Linked DNA regions of Mus musculus: region 1 is linked to region 2. Evidence: chromatin contacts called from public HiChIP or PLAC-seq data. All regions are on one chromosome and are shown on one strand. Each heading gives the region's core, a stretch centred on a gene start, on an enhancer-like site or on the middle of the called end of the contact. The rest is flanking DNA. Distances are from core to core; before and after follow the strand shown. Region 1 has its middle 58 kb from the start of Gm34869. Region 2 has its middle 13 kb from the start of Gm40892.

The links. HiChIP or PLAC-seq counts read pairs in DNA pulled down with a chosen protein or histone mark.
Region 1: a contact with region 2 is called in an H3K27ac HiChIP or PLAC-seq map of large pre-B cells, with 2.5 times the contacts expected there. The contact joins two enhancer-like sites. A contact is called at or near these places in 1 of 15 datasets of contacts at CTCF or cohesin (pro-B cells) and 1 of 115 datasets of contacts at active chromatin or transcription factors (large pre-B cells).

What each region holds. Positions count from the first base shown.
Region 1 is chr12:93,151,383-93,154,082 of GRCm38.p6, forward strand. No RefSeq gene overlaps it. Among named protein-coding and RNA genes, the nearest start is that of Gm34869, 58 kb to the right of the region's middle. Within about 2 kb of position 1,404, at least 4 of the 459 cell types and tissues checked have an H3K27ac peak or open chromatin away from gene starts, as enhancers often do. A contact at or near this core is called in pro-B cells, where this site is marked.
Region 2 is chr12:92,880,804-92,883,704 of GRCm38.p6, forward strand. No RefSeq gene overlaps it. Among named protein-coding and RNA genes, the nearest start is that of Gm40892, 13 kb to the right of the region's middle. Within about 2 kb of position 1,643, at least 18 of the 459 cell types and tissues checked have an H3K27ac peak or open chromatin away from gene starts, as enhancers often do. A contact at or near this core is called in pro-B cells, where this site is marked.

The sequences.
Region 1 (2,700 bases), core at 154-2,653, 270 kb after region 2:
ATTATAATTAATATTTTCCTGTTCCATCATAAATGCCACAAAACTGCCACATGAAACCTAAGCAATGCTATGGCTCAAACAACAAAGAGGACAGGGCAGCTTAATGCATTTTATCATTTTATAGGAGGCAAATTAAAGTGAATAAGTACTGTGCATCGTAAAAAGAACTGTATTTTTTAAAAGCAAAAAAGAGAGTCACTAATAAAAATGAAGGCTTTCCTATTTCAGTCAATCCCCTGCAGAGAAAGAGAGCAGAAGCAGCGAAGGAAGCTGAGGGGCTGTGGACTCCGTGCCAGGGATCAGGTACAGCTGCGTAGCTGTTGCTTTCAGCATCCCCTTAGAAGCATGGTGGGGAAATAAACCAGGATGGAACAGCTAAAAGCCACACTGGGGACTGTGTTAGCCTGCAGAAGAATAAGGAGAAGAAAGGCTTAAAGCTGTTCATGTTCGTTGCAAAAAAATGTGATGTACCTGCAACCGAGGCTCTGTCCCCGAGCTGATAATCTCTCAGTTGACTTCCTGAGAGCCCAGAGTTCTGTGACTGTTAGAAACACTGAGGCAATCCCAGTAAAAATCACCTTTCTAGCAGTTTATCTGTAAAGAAGTAATTAGCTACAAGCGGTTCCCTGTCAGTGACTGCACAAAAGGCACTGGCTTCTTCCTGCAGAGAGTTTCCCACTGTAGTAACATTGCGACATTATAGAGATCTCAAAAACATGATCAAGATGTCAGTTTGAGGTAATTTAGCATTTTTCCCTCCAGCTGCAGATTCCTGGGAACTGTCTTTAGTGTGAAGACATCTGCGAGATTGTGCTCATAAAAGAAAGAGGCATGGGTGCTCTTTTACTGTCATGAATTCTCAGATGCTGGGTCAACTTGCTCCATTCCATAAAAGATGTAAAAAGATGGAGATACTCTTCTGGAGAAGAAAAAAAGTCCAGGTCATGTAGCTGCTGCATATTTCATATTAGTGAGGTTTTGTTTTGTTTCTTGATTTTTTTTTTTTTTTGAGAATATTAACTGATTAAAAAGGGAACACATGAAGAAAAGATGCAGCAAACAAGGAAGGGCATACATAGGTATATCAGGAGAGGAATGCAGTGCAACCGTGTCTTCGAGAAATACAAACCAAATTACAATGCACTTGATACTGAGGGGAAAAAAATGTTCTTTTTTTTCTTAAGGAAGTGCACATTTTCCTAAACAACAGTAAAATTTGGAATCAGATGGGATGAAGTGTGTGTGTGTGTGTGTATGAATGTTTCAGACATTGGCATTTAAAAATAATACTATATGTTCATGAGCAAAATTAGAGTGAGAAATTTTCTCCTTCGAAAGAGAAACGAATTGGCTATCATATATGAACAGATGAGCAGGTGTTAGCTTTCCGCATGTAATTTCCTGTGTGGCCAGCAGGAGGTGCACCTGCACAAAGAGCTCCATAACCAATACGCTCTCTACTGTGAACCTATAAATCAGTTTTGGTAGTTGGCTGAATTATGCCCTTACTCATGTAAGGATACTTTTGCTTGAAACTATTCTTTCTCATATTTCTGGCACTCTCTCTTATTTATGGGCATGCTGGAATCTGGCCAAAGCTTTTCCCCTAGGTAAAATGACAACATCTTAATTAGGAATGTTTGGTCTGTGGCTTGTGTTGCCAAAGAGCGGCCCCATTGTTCTAATGCACAGACATTTATCATGAGCCTGCTCCCCATGCCCACAGCCCAGCAGTAGAGCCACAAAGCTGGAGAGCAACGAATCATTTTATGGATTCCAGCATTTGTCCAGTTGTGTGGAAAATGGCAAATTATACTCTACCTAATTTTATCTATGTCATAATTCAAGTGGTCTTCCTAGTTCCTATAAGTGTTATAGTGGAGGATAAATATATTTAAATTAAACACTATATTTTTAGAAGAAGTAGTTTGCAACTACTACATAAACACAAAATAACGCCAATGTTCTTAGATTGGGCCATGCATTATAATTTTGAAGTAGACAAATGTACAGTTTGATGCCAACTAACTTCTTTAAAATGTGACAAGATTATAAATTAGTTATGGGATAAGCTTGGAGCCATGATCAAGTCATTTTTGAGGCTTCATAAAATGCATACTGTGTGCACAAGATGTCCATGTGAACGTAGGGCTTTTTAGTGTAGTTCAGTTGTAAAGTGAATATTTGACAAGTACAGACTAAATGCCCAATCAATGCAACAGCATCAACGAAACAATCATACTAAAGACATATTTGTGGATGCACCATAAATAGAAGATAGACGAACAGAACCCTGCAAAACTGCTAAATATTATAACAAAATATCAGAGGAGAAAAAAAATCTTATCCATAGATTTTAGAGAAGCTTGTAGGATGCCATCTCTCCAATTGGTTTAGTTTCTGAACTAACAATTTCAGTTTCTAAAACTAATCAGAACATGGTCTAAGGTGGCATTTAGTAGATTATTGCAAAAAAGGAATGGATGTTAGCTGCATTTTGTTTCTGAGATCAAACTCCTGGCAGCCTTAAGAGAGAAAAGATTATTATTTTTTTGCTCACAGTTCTACAGGGTTTAGTCAGTCCATGGACACTTGGTTTCTCATGATTGGACAGACTGTCATGGCTGTTGGAGCATTCGTAATGTGACAGCTGCTGATGTCATACTCAGCCAGAAAAACAGAAGGTAAGGAAGGATAAGG
Region 2 (2,901 bases), core at 393-2,892:
ATATTCCCTTTTCCCAGTTTCCCCCCTCTACTCTCTCTGGAAACCCTCTATCCCACCCTCCTCCCCCTGCTTCTATGAGGTTGTTCCCCCACCCACCCACCCATTCCCACGACCCCACCCTCACATTCCCCTACACTAGGACATCAAGCCTTCAGAGGAGCAACGGCCTCCTCTCCCATTGAGGCCCAACAGGCCATCCTCTGCTACCTGTGCAACTGGAGCCCTGGGTCCCTCCATGTGTACTCTTTGGTTGGTGGTTTAGTCTTTGGGAGCTTGAGAGGATCTGGTTTGCTGATATTGTTGTTCATATATATTGTTTAAGGTTTTCCTTGCTTATTTGCTGTAAAAAGGTAATTAGTTGAGTGATTTCTTCAGTATGAAAAAAAACTGCACAAATATGCCATATTGTATTGAGTAAAGACTATTCTACTTTATATCGAAAGATAACAAGAAATAGCAATGACTGTATACAGCAAGGCTGTAACATGAGCAACAAGAATGTAATTAGTTAAGCATAAATTGAAGGCTCATGAGGGCTGTAGTTGGGTAGGTCCTTGATGTACATGTGAAAATATATGATATATACTTTCAGGAAAAATTACAAAATATATCACATAGACATATATTTATAAATGTTCATGGTAAGGTTTGTCAACATCAAAAGCATTTAATAAGCACCTACTATAAGAATCATTTTGGGTGTCTTATCTATATTTATGCATAAATCTCAAGCAAAAATAATATATTTTAAGGAAGAATAAAGTGTCCACACATTGGTCTTCCTTTTTCTTGATTTTCTTGTGTTTTGCAAATTGTATCTTGGGTATTCTAAGTTTCTGGGCTATTATCCACTTATCAGTGAGTGTATATCTACTGATTTCTTTAGTTACAGAGACAAAATTTGGAGATAAGACGAAAGGATGGATCATCCCGACACTACGCCACCTAGGGATCCATCGCATAATCAGCCACCAAACCTAGACACTATTACATATGCCAGCAAGATTTGGCTGAAAGGACCCTGATATAGCTGTCTCATGTGAGGCTATGCCAGTGCCTAGTAAATACAGAAGTGGATGCTCACAGTCATCTATAGGATGGAACACAGGGCCCCCAGTGGAGGAGCTAGAGAAAGTACCCAAGGAGCTGAAGAGGTCTGCAACCCTGTAGGTGGATCAACAATATGAACTAACCAGTACCCCCAGAGCTCGTGTCTCTAGCTGCATATGTAGCAGAAGATGGCCTAGTTGGCCATCATTGGAAAGAGAGACCCTAGGTCTTGCAAACTTCATACACCCCAGTACAGGGGAATGCCAGGACCAAGAAGTGGGAGAGGGTGGGTAGGGGAACAGGGTGGGGGAAAGGTATAGGGAACTTTAGGGATAGCATTTGAAATGTAACTAAAGAAAACATCTAATAAAAAATAATATATTTTATCTTCATGGTATACAATAAGAAAAAAGAAGGCCGATCCAGAGACTGCCCCACCTAGGGATCCATCCCATCGTCAGGTACTAACCCCAAACACTATTGCTGATGCCAAGAAGCACTTGCTGACAGGAGCCTGGTATAAGAGTCCCCCAAGAGGCTCTGCTAGATACTGACCAATACATGTGCAGATGCACTCAGCCAACCATGGGACTGAGCATGGGGATCTCAGAGGAAGAGTTAGGGGAAGGACTGAAGGAGCTGAAGGGAATTGCAACCCCATAGAGAGAACAATAAGATCCAATAATTGCCGCAGTCGGCCGACCTGAGGGTCACCGGGGTCTGCGGGGGGACCCTCTGAAAAGTGAAGGATAAGTGACGAGCGGAGACGGGATGGCGAACAGACACAAACACACGAGAGGTGAATGTTAGGACTGTTGCAAGTTTACTCAAAAAATCAGCACTCTTTTATATCATGGTTTACATAAGCATTTACATAAGACTTGGATAGATGTCAACAGAACATAGAAGGTTAGAACACTCAGAGCTTAGATCAAAACATTTGATACCAAACCAAGTCAGGAAACCACTTGTCTCACATCCTTGTTTTAAGAACAGTTTGTGACCATGAACTTACTTAAACCTTGGGAACCGCAAGGTTGGGCCCATAAAGATTATCCATTATAACTCATGCCAAAAGTATCTGCAGAAATATGTTCTAATAGTCTAGCCACTGCCCCCTCCTTGGTATAATGAAAAATCTTCCCCCAAACGTTCATTCCTGTTCCTAGATAAATATAATCATGTACCTGTTGTTTCATGTCGTCTTTTTCTTCCTGAGTTAACACACACCAAGGAGGTCTAGCTCTGGCGAGTCTTTCACGAAAGGGGAGGGATCTGTATAACACTTTATAGCCATTGACTGTGACCCACCTATTAAAATTTAAGTCATATCTTCCTGTATATGGTAACGGGGCATCTGTTGGTCTGTAGATGTAAGGTCCCCTATAAGTCCCTGGTTGCCACCACCTGTCTCCTATTTTGACAAACACACTCCTTTTTCCTTTTTTTACTTCTAGGCCTGTGGCCGATAGTCCTTGCACCTGTTCTTTGACTGCGGTTGAGCGTCTCTTTCTATTTTCTATTCCCATTTCTAACCTTTGAATTTGAGTAAAAATAGTACTAAAAGGTAACGATTCATTTCTTAACATAGTGATTAATAATCGACCTATTGGATTGGTCTTATTGGTAAAAATATAATTTTTAGCAAGCATTCTTATTTCTATTTCTGAAGGATAAAATCGGTGTGGCTTGTAAGAGGAAGTTGGCTGTGGTCCTTGCCCCAGGAGGAAGGTCGAGTTCTCCGAATTGTTTAGATTGTAATCTTGCACAGAAGAGCTATTAAAAGAGTCAAGGGTGAGAGCCCTGCGAGCACGAACCGCAACTTCCCCCAATAGCCCCAGGCAAAGCAGA